2 separate regions of the Cricetulus griseus genome follow, and region 1 is linked to region 2. A link is a contact called in public Micro-C data. All regions are on one chromosome and are shown on one strand. The core of a region is the stretch at or near the end of the contact, and the rest is flanking DNA. Distances in the headings are between cores, read along the strand shown.

Evidence for each region. Hi-C and Micro-C count contacts between places; a contact is called where the count stands out from the background.
Region 1: a contact with region 2 is called in a Micro-C map of the CHO-K1 cell line, with 5 times the contacts expected there. The contact joins the enhancer-like site here to the promoter of LOC100774416 in region 2. A contact is called at or near these places in 6 of 8 Hi-C or Micro-C datasets (the CHK-Q cell line, the CHL-YN cell line, the CHO-K1 cell line and 2 more).

What each region holds. Positions count from the first base shown.
Region 1 is chr2:249,024,396-249,027,249 of CriGri-PICRH-1.0, reverse strand. All of the region lies in intron 3 of Ncoa7 (nuclear receptor coactivator 7), which reads left to right. Among named protein-coding and RNA genes, the nearest start is that of Ncoa7, 69 kb to the left of the region's middle. Within about 2 kb of position 1,564, at least 2 of the 6 cell types and tissues checked have open chromatin away from gene starts, as enhancers often do. A contact at or near this core is called in the CHO-K1 cell line and fibroblasts, where this site is marked.
Region 2 is chr2:248,927,794-248,930,493 of CriGri-PICRH-1.0, reverse strand. It overlaps LOC100774416 (tRNA (guanine(10)-N2)-methyltransferase homolog), which reads left to right and starts at 1,344. Exons shown (of 16, transcript XM_027398419.2): 1 at 1,344-1,736. The coding sequence starts at 1,554.

The sequences.
Region 1 (2,854 bases), core at 315-2,814, 97 kb before region 2:
TGTGACTTCATACTGTGTTTAACATAACTTCTTAATGGGCCTAATGGTGTGTGGGATGGTTAGTGTCAGCTTACCAGGTTCTAGAATCACCTGTGATACAAACCTCCAGGCACATCTGGCAGACAATATTTAGCCTATGGACATGTCTTCAAGGGAATCTTTTGATCAGGTTAGTTGAGGTGGGAGAATCCATCTTGAAAGTGGGTAGCACCGTTCCCTGAGCACAAACACCAATTGCTCCTTGTTTGCTGGCTGAGGATGCATCATGACCAGCGGCTTCACCCCCTGCTTCTCTGACCATCAGAACGGTCTGTGCATTAAATTGTGAGCCTGAGCACGCCCTTCCTTCCTCAGTTACTTTACCGGGTACAGTATCACAGCACTGAGAAAGTGACACTGTGCCTGTCAAGGATACGCTGTGTGGCAGTGAGACGGTGGTGAGAGCTGCCTCACAGCCATTGCTCCAACAGTTACCCATGAAGAGTCTGCCCTCAGCAGTGAACATGGAGCTTTTAGCATTGCAGAGGGCAAAGATGGTTAAACACTGTGACCTACAGCGAAGTTGGTGACATTACTTTCAATCCACCAATGTGCTCAATAGTCCTGTACATTCCACCCTGGTGAATGAGGTGCCTGAGTCATTAATATGCTTACACTTACAATTTAACATATCAGTGTACTCCCTTCCAAAAGAAAGAGAATTAAAGAAAGTTGCATTTTGTCTTGTCTTGTGTGACTTGTTGCTTTTTTAAAATGACTTCCTCCTGTAGAGGAATCTGTTGAACATATATTGTTGAGTTTAAGATAACACTCTTTGTCTTTACCTCACTAACTTTTCCTGACCTCACAAAATCAGTTCAGTTACCTCATCTTCTGGGAATACCTTCCTGGCTCTGTCCTGCATTTTCATGATTTTATCCATTCTCTGTTTGCAGGCTGGGATGATTGAGACCCTGTAGTACCTCCACCATGACAGGTGCTCGTGTGTGTGTGTGTGTGTGTGTGTGTGTGTGTGTGAGAGAGAGAGAGAGAGAGAGAGAGAGAGAGAGAGAGAGAGTGTGTGTGTGAGTGTGAGTGTGTGTGTGTGAGAGAGAGAGAGAGAGAGAGTGTGTGTGTGTGTGTGTGTGTGTGTGTGAGAGAGAGAGAGAGAGAGAGAGAGAGAGAGAGAGAGAGAGAGAGAGAGAGAGACTTCTGTGTTCATGTGTAGAAGCCAACCTGAAGTGTCATTACAGAGTCACCATCTACTTTGTATTTTGTACAGGGTCTCTTAGTGGCCTATAACTCATCTAGTAGGCTAGCCTGGCTATCAAGGAAGTCCCAAAGTTCTATCTCTGCCTCCCAGTGCTGAGATTATGTGGGCCATCCTACCAGACATATATGTGTATGTATGCATGTATGTATATGTATATGTATATGTATATGTACTGGAGATCAAGCTCAGGTCTTCATACATACTTTGCTGACTCAGTTACATACCTGTCCTGAAGACGAGTGTATAGTTGAATGAATACTCTGGTTTTATTTGTTGAATTCTCTAGGATATTGGTAACAGTACAGTCACTGCATTGAAATTGGCATGTGGTTTTCCTTGGTAGCAATGAGTAAAGAGATGTCATCTCCTAAGAATGGCAGTGATGGCCACTGGCTTGGAGATTTGGGGCAACTTTCATCAGGAAAATCCAGTGCAGGGATCAAGCCTCTGGGTGAACCTCTAAATTTCAGGCCTCATTGGCTCTTACCACATTTGACCATTTGTCTCTGACAAACAAGGCCTCAGATTTGATTGGCCTCACAGAATCTTTCTGTTTCCTTCTAGATGCCATAGTTCTGTACCACTAGGGGGAGCATCAGACCTTGAGTAAAGAGTCATTCCTGTTCCAGGGCCCTGCTTCTTTCTGTGGTGTTACTCTGGCTGTGGCAGGAAAGTCAACAGATTTGAGGATGCTAAGGATTTAGACCTGTAAAACTCAAACTTGGGGGATCCCCGTTATTTCATGGATGAATCCGAAGTGATGAAGGCAGGTTATGCTGGTCTGAGACAGGACCTTAGAGAAATGAAGTTCTGAGGAGAAATTTTACTCAAAGACAGAACAGTATATGCTAATTAGCATAGTGTCTGAGGAAGAAAAAGAACAAAGTCAGTACATGGCATGTTTGGAAACTCAAGAATGAGGAAGGAAAGTGATGGAGTTTTTGTTTGGAGGTGTTTTTGAAAGGCTAAGTCGTTTCTCTCAACGGGCCTAGTTAAGTGTTCCTTACAGATGTGAGTGTGTCTGTGTAAAAGTTGTGATACAAGGAACAAACAGATGCAAAAGAAGAAGCTAGTGGTGGTAAGTGGCAGCTTGGGCTCAGAAAGGCAGACCGAAGAGGTGTAAGTGAGAGTTGTATTATCTGGGTACACAAGTTATGAGGGAGTTAGTTTGTTTTATCTCAAGACAGGGCCTCACTATATAGTTCTGGCTGCCCTGGAACATGCTGGCCTCAAACTCACAGATTCACCTGCCTCTGCCTCCCTGTACCACTATGCTCTACAGGAGTTTTTTCCCTTTGTTTATTGAATATTATGCATTGCAGAAGAATATTTTGACAAAGTGATAGTCTTGCTTTTTCAGATAGATGTATCTGTGACTCACTGAAGCCTTGGGTAGTAAGTCATTACCATCTCCTGACATCTCAATAAGTTGACAACAAAGAGTGTTTTGGAAAGATGGAGTCACTAGAATTGCCTCATTATAGCAGCATGGACCTTATTCTGTAAATGTTCTATTTTGTTTCTGAGAAGAGTAGGAAAGGAAGTATCACATTAAGGCAGATTGCATTAGAGAACTCAAGGCCAGTATCTAGCACAGCATCT
Region 2 (2,700 bases), core at 95-2,594:
TCCCACGGTCCAAGAGGCAGCACAAGTACCCAAGTACATATACAAATAAGAACATATTTGTGTACTTATACATAAAATATATAATAATATAGGTATAATATATTATGTATAATACATACAGGCATAAAACACAAAAGGAAAATAATAATACTTAAGTTTGGCAAGGTCTAATTTTCTGATTCTGAATTCTATCTCCCCTTCTGAGGATCTGTGAAGCTACTATAGTGATTCTCCACCCAGGTGGCTAACTACAAAGTGAATGAAACGTGTCTTGAACGTGTATGTACTTTTACCTAACATATGTTACTGTTTTGGACAACTGCCTAATTCACCTAACATCATTACAGAATGCAATATCACACTAAGTAACTATTATTGTTGTTATTAAATCAACAGGCACCAGTGTCACAACTATTATAATAAGATTCCATGTAAAATTTCAGCCTCAAAAGAGAAGCGTGGCCAGCACAGTACTATGAGGCTGAGGCAGGAAGACTCCCAGGTAAGGCCAGCCTTGGCTACTCATCCAGACCTCATCTCAAAACAAAAGTGTATAACAATAACAAAAAATTTCTATGGATTCTAGAATCCATAAATGTTGAACTGTGTCATCATTTATGTGACAGGAAAAAAACTCTGAATCTATTTCTTTCTGTAGAGCTGTAAGTAAAAAAAAAAATCATTCTTGGGCAGCTTCACAATTAAAGAAACAGTGCATATTTGGTGTTCAGCTATGTATTGTAAAAGCTGAGGTCAAATCACACCTAAGGTACTTTCTCAGCGGGCATAATTGTTACCAAATTCTCCCCACTTCTAAATCCTAGGGGAGGAAGAGAACATTCTTGCAATGAACCAACCAAATCATACAAGCCCAAGAGCTAGCGGGGAACTCCTGAAGTACTGTCTTTTCTTTGTACGTGACATATATGCGATGGGAAAGATCCTTGTTTGGGTTTACACTGTACCGTCCACGACAAAAAATAAACAGGTGTGAAGTTCAGTTTGGCCTTTTTTAGTTTCAGACCCTGAAATTACTGTGGCCGAACAAGTACACGGCAAACACGGGACATTGACTTTGCTCGTCCTTTTAAAGCCTTAAAAAAACCAAACTTTTCTTTTGTACTGTTTCTTTTCGTGATGGCAGCGCCACTGCAGAGAAGCGGTGAACAACGCCCTTGCACTTTAGACCAAGGTCATTGGCAACTCCCAAGCACCTCAGGCAGCGAGCGCGGAACAAGGCGTTGGGGTAGCGGGCTCCCGCGGCTGAGCAAGCACGTCATCATCGGCGCGGCAGCGCGTCATCATCGGCGCGCCGCGCGGGGGAGGGGCGGGTCCTGGAGACGTCCTCGCTCGCCCTCTAATGGAGGCCGGGTCCGAGGCCGCGCGCCGTCGCTCGGCTCCCTCTCCCGGAGTGTGGCGCTGCCCGAGCGCCAGCTTGCTGTCGCTAGGAAGGCCAGGCAGGGGCGGCGACTCCTGGGCCGGCAGTCGCGCGCGCGCGCGGGCGCGGCGGGCCCTCCTCAGCTGGGCTGGGCTTGACGTGCCTCTCGGCCGCCATGGCTGAGAAGCAAGCGGACCTAGCTGGGGACCGGGCTCCTCCTGACAGTGTGGCAGCCCCCAAAGCGGGACCTGCGGCGTCCTCGCCCGGGACCTCGGAGCCCGGGGACTACGACAGCGCCTGCGTGTTCTGCCGCATCGCGGCGGGGAAGGAACCCGACACGGAGCTCTTGCACTGCGAGGTGGGCGGCGATGGCGCGGTGGGTGGGTGGGAACCAGACCTCCCGCCCCTGCCCGCTGCCCCTGGCTCTGCGCGGACCCGCCGAGCTGCGGGGACCCAGAGGTCTGCAGTGGCGCCTTGGCTGCTCTTTTGAGAGAGATGGTAGCGATAGGAGTCAGGCACCCACGTCTCCCTCTGCACCCGTTTGCCACGCAATGCACTCTGCGCCCTTGCTGTTATCACAGGGGGGGCTCCCTCTTCTCTAGTCAGTCATTGTCAATTCGGCATACTTCTGCTGTCGGTAGGGAGGTGACAGCGAGCAGAAAATAGATCATGGGCCTGGGGAAGAAGTCTGAGTTTGCTTGAAAATAGGCCGGAATGGGGTTTCTGGACTGGATCTGAAGTCGAACCGTCACTTACCAGCTCATGGCTTTCAAGTGGCCACGCCACCCAAGAAAGTGTTTCGTCCTCCCGCACCAACCGTGAGCTCCTCCCCTTTTCATTACAAGATATTGCCAGGTTCAGTCCTGTGCAGATCAAATGCAGGTAATCGTAGCTGGTGCGAGTTCTAGATTGCAGCAGTCTTGCCGTGCCTGTAAATCATTATTCCATAAAACTCCCCCTTTACTCTGGCTCTTTTTTTTTTTTACACCCCATCATCACGAGTAAAGAGTTAATCTTTTTTAGAGCGATTAATCATCTTGCATTTAAAATTGTCATCACACATTTATTTGTTGTAAACACCTGAACCGATTGGGCTTATTCAAGGTCTGGTATAGTTATATAATTAAGTACAGAGGAAATTATTTGATTTGGAATAATCAGTTACCAGCATTATGAAGAATCTGTTTGGGAAACTTTTCCAACAGAGGTCAGAGAAAATTCTTCACTTCACGGATCTCTGTATAGTTTTCTTACTGTATTTTTCAGAATTCGTTTGAGCAAGGTTACATACCACATAGTCTTAGCAGAGAGCATACCCATTC